Linked DNA regions of Macaca mulatta: region 1 is linked to region 2. The links are chromatin contacts, called in public Hi-C maps. All regions are on one chromosome and are shown on one strand. The core of a region is the stretch at or near the end of the contact, and the rest is flanking DNA. Distances in the headings are between cores, read along the strand shown.

Region 1 (3,623 bases), core at 208-2,707, 35 kb before region 2:
CTCATTTTGCCCTATGTACTCAGTTTATGAGCTTAAGCCAGACACCTAACCTCTAAAGACTAGTTCTTCATTTACAGAATGGAAATATTCATACGCGTCCAGTCTATCTCTGAATTGCTGAGAGGATTATCTAAAATAAAACTTCAAAGCAGGATAATCACTCCAGAAATCCATATATTCATAAATTTCATCCTCTGCAGCAACCATTCACCCATTCCTATAGATTCTCTTCCCTTCCACCTCATTCTTCTCTTGAGCCCTCAACTCATCAGCCTAAGCACCTGAGTTCCTCTGGTGGACGGTACATTCCTCTCCACCGCCTCCACCCTCCAAGTTTTCATCTTTCAGCACATCGCCCTTGCTCTACACACCCCTCTCTCCAACTTCCCCTCTCCTCTTTCAACGATCTCACTCCATCTGTGCCCCCTAATCAGTCTATCCTGGGTACCCGCTTTGCTGGCCAATTACAATCATCCCACCACTTCTCTGCCCCTGTTCAGCAGAGAACAGCTTTATCCAATCAGCTTTACCACACCAATACCCTCAAACCCCACTACTGCCCCCAGTTCACAAACACCCACCCTTTCACTTTTCAGTCAAAACACAATTGCTCAGGCAAATTCACGGAGACTGAAAGTAGATCAATAGTGTAGGGGAGAGAGGGAGGAGAGACTACTAATGGGTACGAGCTTCTTTGTTGGGGGTGATAAAAATGCTCTGGAATTAACGGTGGTGATGGCTGCTCAACTCTGAATATACTAAAAGCCACTGAGTTGTACTTTTAAAGGGTTAATTTTCTGACATGTTAATTATATCTCAATAAACTATGAATGTAAAAACAAGAAAGAAAAACCCACAACTATTGCTCACCCTGCCCATCACACGCCCATTTGTCAGACCAACACCGCCCCATCTCCGGAAGCACCGACTTGGCCTTCGGTATCCCCCAACTCCCAACAGCAGACTCGGACAGAGGTCCGTCCGCAGTCACCACAGCCCCCCCGGGGTGGCCCAGGCGCCCGCGGGCAGGGAAGGGAGGGTCCCTTCGCCGCCGCCCCGCTGCGCTGCCCCTCGCCTCCGGGCGCTGGCCGGGGAGGGGAGAGTGGCCCCTGACCCGCTGTGACAGGAGGCCGGGAGCAGCCGGGCTTTCAGGCCGGGCCGCGCTGAGGGGGGCGGCGCTACAGCCCACCTGTCTCAGCCGGCGGGGGGATACGCTCCAGCTCCACGGACCCACGGACTGACGGGCGGGTGGCAGAGGGGTCGGGAGAAGTGGCGGTCGCCGCCGCAGCCTCAGGTGGCGCACGCCGGCTCAGGCCTCCATGTTTCCACGTCCTGCGGGTAAGGATCCGGCTCCGGCTTGGCCTGCAGCTCGGCCCCGGCTCGGCTCCAGCCCGGGCCGCGTCGGTGCGGAGGCCGGGAGGCGGCGAGGGAAGAGGGAAGCGACCGAGAACGCGGCTAGGGACCGAACCCCCAGGCGCGCGCGCCAGCCAGGCGGTCACGTGGCACGCGGCGCGCGCGGACTTCTGGAAACTGTAGTCCTTTGGGTGTTACTCGTGCCTCCGCCCTCCTAGAGCCTCCTGGGCTACCAAGGCCACGTGGCCAAATCGAGAAGCACAAAAATGGCCGGGCGCGGTGGCTGACGCCGGTAATCCCTGCACCTTGGGAGGCCGAGGTGGACGGATCATGAGGTCAGGAAATCGAGACCATCCCGGCCAACATGGTGAAACCCCGTCTCTACTAAAAATACAAAAATTAGCTGGCTAGGCAGGAGAATCGTTTGAACCCTAGAGGCAGAGGTTGAAGTGAGTCGAGATCGCGCCACTGCACTCCAGCCTTGCGACAGAGCTCGACTCTTATCAAACAAAAAAAAAAAAAAAAAAAAGAGAGAAGTGCAAAAACCTCACCTGCCAGGTGCTAGAGTCCTCTCTCATGCTACACCGCTTGTTTCGGCGGCTTAACTTTATTAAGGCCCCTGTTAACTGCAGCTGAATAACCATCCCAAAGTCAAGCAATTTCGTGTGGGATTCTGGAGAGTTGAGAAATAGGAAAATAATTTTTGATGGAGGCAGCTGGCAAGGCTAGCCCTGCCTGCAATGTTGTGGGAAAGGACAGGTCCCACAGAAAAGACTAGCAATATGAGGCAATGCCAAAACTATGGAATTTGAAGTCAAATGAGCTGAGGTTTCCACATTGATGTCTTAGATCAATTACTTCACCTCTCCCAGCCAGTTTCCTTATCTAAAATATATACATGATGATGATTCTGCCCTTACAGGAATATTGACATTACTGTAGTAATAACAATTCACATTATGGATTGTTTTCTATTTGTCATGCCATGCCATGTTTTCTATTTGCCATTTCGCAAAATGACCCTATGGAACAGATAGCACCGTTATTCCCATTACATAGTCAATATGTGCCAGTATACTCTGTAAAGTACTATACAAATACTAGGTATTCTTTTCTAGCATAGACTGCCAGTAAATTCACTGAGCTTGCAGAATTATGACAGGAAAACATATTAAAACCCAAAGTAGACTGGGCTCTGTGGCTCATGCCTATAATGCAAACACTTTGGGAGGCGGAGGTGGGAGGATCACCTGAGTCCAGGAGTTCGGAAGGACCAGCCTGAGCAACATAGCGATACACTGTCTCTACAAAAAATACAAAAATTAGCTGGAAGTGGTGGGCACACCCTCGGTCCCAGCTACTCAGGAGGCTGACGTGGGAAAATCGCTTGAGCCCGGAAGGTTGAGGTTGCAGTGAGCCATGATCTCCCCATTGCGCTCTAGCCTGGGCAACAGAACGAGACACCGTCTAAAAAAAAAAAAAAACAAAACAAAAAAACCCAAACTACCTAACTAGAAAGCCATGACACTACTATGCAGCCATTGTAAAGAATGCTATGAATGCATATTTATTCGAAAACATTTTCATGATACATTGAGCCGAAACATGTATAGTATCAAATTTTCATAAGTGAATTATATTAGGTTGGTGCAAAATTAATTGTGGTTTTTGCCACTTAAAATATAATATTTATAATATATAATATTTATATTAATATATTAAGTGATGTATTAACGTAACCTGTAACATAATGTTTACTATAATATTTATAATACCTATGTATATGTGCTGGTAGAAAAAAGACAAATAATATTAACAATATTGCCACTTTGGTTAATAAGATCATGTGTGATTAAAATTAGTTTTTCCTTATGTTTTCTAATTTTTCTACAAGGAATATGAAGTACATGTACAATTTTATTTTAAAATTACTGCAAAAAGTGACTCGGGGCTGGGCGTGGTGACTGATGCCTGTGATCCCAACACTTTGGGAGGCCGAAGCAGGCAGATCACCTGAGGTCAGGAGTTTCAGACGTGCCTGCCCATCATGGTAAAACCCCGTCTCTACTCAAAATACAAAAATTAGCCAGGTGTGGTGGCATGCGCCTGTAGCCCCAACTACTCAGGAGGCTGATGCAGGAGAATCACTTGAACCCAGGTGGTGGAGTTTGCCATGAGCCGAGATCGTGCCCCTGCACTCCAGCCTGGGCGACAGAGCCAGACTCTTGTCTCAAAAAAATAAAAAATGAAAAAAGAGACTCAGGCATAGA
Region 2 (3,229 bases), core at 135-2,634:
GAGATGAGGTCTCACTGTGTTGCATATGCTGATCTTCAAGTCCTGAGCTCAAGTGACCCTCCCACTTAGGCCTCCCAAAGTGCTGGGATTACCGGATCCCGGCCTAATTTTTTTTTTTTTTTTAAATAATTAGCCAGGAGTGGTGGCACGCGCCTGCAGTCCCAGCTACTTGTGGAGCTGAGGAAGGAGAACTGCTTGTGCCGGGAAAGAAGCAGCTGCCGTGAGCTATGATGGCCCACTGCACTCCAGCCTGGGCCACAGAGGCAGACCCTGTCTCAAGATTGAAAAAAAAAAGTTGTAACCTGTCCAAAGTTCTCACAGAGGGTAACTGGTAACTAGAGCTGGCTAAGATCATTATTTCCAGTTCTGGTTTTCCTCAATGCTCTTGCCTTTTCCTCTTCCAAAAACACAATGGTCTTGTTTTTACCAAACTTTCCAAACCAACTAAACCCCTTCAAAACAACTGGTAATGTTACCAGTAATGGTTTAGTGACCGACAGGCCCTCCATCAAAAAGATTCATTTTTACTTCTGCAATTGTGTTTTAAGTAAGTTCGCACACAGCATGGTGTACATAAACTCTCGAGAACAAATACTACTAATCACTTATTCCACAATTATGGCTTTTAAGAGACTTTTTAGCTCTCTTCAGAATGAAGCCTACTTGTATCTTATCTTTTAATCTTCATAATTCTTCGGTAAGATATTTTACTTCACACATGTGGAAACTGGGTCAGAAAAATCTAGAAGGTGGCTAGGAGATATTATTAATTATTCGCTCCAAGCCAACGAAGCGAGCAAAATGGATTAAAGCTGTTGCACAGGAATCTTCTTTCACTCGACTTCAAGTTCAGACAATAGAGCAGACAGTTAAAGTCTGAGGCTCCATCCGAAATAGGTCAGGCAACACAGGGAAAGCCACCTTCCTCCAAATCATCCAGTAGAGCATGTAATCTTAGTGGAGACAGAGGGAGCGGGGACAGGTTGAGTCAATGACAATGACTGAAAAGAGGGAATAGAGGCCTAATGGTGAAGGTAACAGAAGGGATGTGAAACCGATACTTGGCCACGGAAAAGAACAAAATCAGTATAAACCATCGGAGAGGCAAATCCAAGCCCCGAGGGCGTCGGTGGTGGACAAGGAACACACGGGGAGGGGAGGACGGCGGAGCGCGCGTGCGGAAGGAAGGTACCCTGAGAGAGAAGGCGGGCACCGCGTAGGCCGGCGGGCCGCGACCGCCGAGGAGGGAGGAGGCAGGAGGCCGCGCACTGGCTAGGACTCTGCGAGCGCGGCCCGGGCTGGGCCTGCGGAGCAGCTACAAAGCCCAACCCAGGCCGCTAGCCGGGACACACTCACCCGAGACCGCGGAAACGCAGCTGACAATGTCCGCACTTCCGGAGGGAGGGACGAGCCGCAGCCGAGCCAATGGGCGCCCTCAAGGGGGACGACAAAGGCGCGCCTGCGTCAGCTCCGGGGCTCACGGCACGCAGCAGCGTTGCCCATGGGGATGGGGCAGGACTTCCGGCTCTGCGTCCTGCAGGTAACGCGCAAGTCCTGCATCTCCCAGGTACCCAACTGAAAGCTCCGCTCCGGGGAGAAAGCCTGACCTGACTACTCCGTGACCCAGAACGCAGGATTGAAATTCAGAACGCTACCTCGGTAAAGGATGACGCCCGTGCAAATGGCACGGCACCCACAGGGAAGGTGGCAGCTAGGCCGTTCAGAGGCAACTGAATAAGCTATTAGTTTTGCTCGCTTTTTAAATTCAAGGGCAGAGCAAACGAACATTAACTAAGGCCAACTTTGCAAACATCAGTTGCTTAAAAGCAGTTATATCACTTTATAAACGGAAGTACTGACACTAGGAAGTCAGTACGTGTTGGCGATGATGCGTGGAAACTGGGACCCTCATAAACCGCTGGTGGAAATGTAACGTGCAGCCTTTTTGTAAATATTTGCAAGTTCCTCAGATGTTTAGTCAGGTAACCTTATTATCAATTCCACTCTAGTATATACTCGAGAAATGAAAACACAAAAATCTGCACACAAAGGTTCACAGTAGCATTGTTTAACAGCGAAAACAAAACCCTGAGTATCAACCTAAAAAATTTAAAAACCTGAGCCTGAGTGCTGTCATGACACTCAAAGGCAATGCTCAATGGAGCCATTTCCAACTGGGGATGACCAACTGGTATACTCACACACTGGATTATTCTATAAAGAAAACCATTGCAAATTCCTTTTGGGATAATGAAACTTTTTTTTTGAAACAGGGTCTTGTTCTGTCTTACCCACGTTGGATTGCAGCAGTGCTCACTGCAGCCTCCCACCTCAGCCCCCCAATTAGCTGGGACTACATGGAAGCGACACCACACTTAATTTTTGTATTATTTTTAAAGACAGGGTTCTTGTCATGTTGCCCTGCCTGGGCTTGAACTCCTGGGCTCAAGCAGCCAGCCTCCACCTCCCAAAGTGCTGGGATTATAGAAATGAGCCACTGTGCCCAACCATGAAAATGGTTTTTAATGGTGCAGGGTAAGCAATCTGTGTTTGTAATTCCAATCCTAAAAATTCTCATTTGATTCATCTTCTAAGGACACCTGAAATACGTTCACTAATAAAGACAACCAACATTCTTTTCCTTTTAATTACATTTATTTTAACGCTGAATTTACTCCCGTGCCATAAGTTTTTGTTTCTTCAGTTTCTTCTGGGATATCTGGGGAAAGAAAAATAGAGTGTTAAGTTTCTTAGAGAAACCCACAGTACATCTTGGAGGACTTCAGCTTATTCTGGAGGCAGGAAACGCAGTTGTTAAGGACTAAGGGGGAAAATACTTAAATGGTAGAAATCAACAGAACAGAAGTTCATTAGGTATAAAGAGAAGTGTACATAATCAATCAGGTTCTTGACTTGAAAGAACTGAATGCGATCAATTACTGAAAACAAGCTTCTTGGCCGGGCACAGTGGCTCACGCCTGTAATCCCAATACTTTGGGAGGCTGAGGCAGGCGGATCACGTGGTCAGGAGATCAAGCCCACCCTGGCTAACACGGTGAAACCTCATCTCTACTAAAAATACAAAAAATTAGCCAGACGTGGCACCTGTAGTCCCAGCTACTTGGGAGGCTGAGGCAGGAGAATGGCGTGAACCCGGGAGGCGGAGCTTGCAGTAAGCTGAGATCGCACCACTGCACTCCAGCCTGGGGGACAGAGCAAGACTCCATCC

What was found. Hi-C and Micro-C count contacts between places; a contact is called where the count stands out from the background.
Region 1: a Hi-C map of CD4 T cells shows a contact between it and region 2, with 2.5 times the contacts expected there. The contact joins the promoter of DYM here to the promoter of C18H18orf32 in region 2. A contact is called at or near these places in 3 of 14 Hi-C or Micro-C datasets (CD4 T cells, blood and liver).

What each region holds. Positions count from the first base shown.
Region 1 is chr18:42,882,929-42,886,551 of T2T-MMU8v2.0, reverse strand. It overlaps DYM (dymeclin), which reads right to left and starts at 1,457. Exons shown (of 18, transcript XM_077975473.1): 1 at 1,190-1,457.
Region 2 is chr18:42,847,755-42,850,983 of T2T-MMU8v2.0, reverse strand. It overlaps C18H18orf32 (chromosome 18 C18orf32 homolog), which reads right to left and starts at 1,384. Exons shown (of 3, transcript NM_001190838.1): 1 at 1,357-1,384. RPL17 (ribosomal protein L17) reads right to left here. Exons shown (of 6, transcript NM_001193562.1): 6 at 2,641-2,719. The coding sequence ends at 2,672.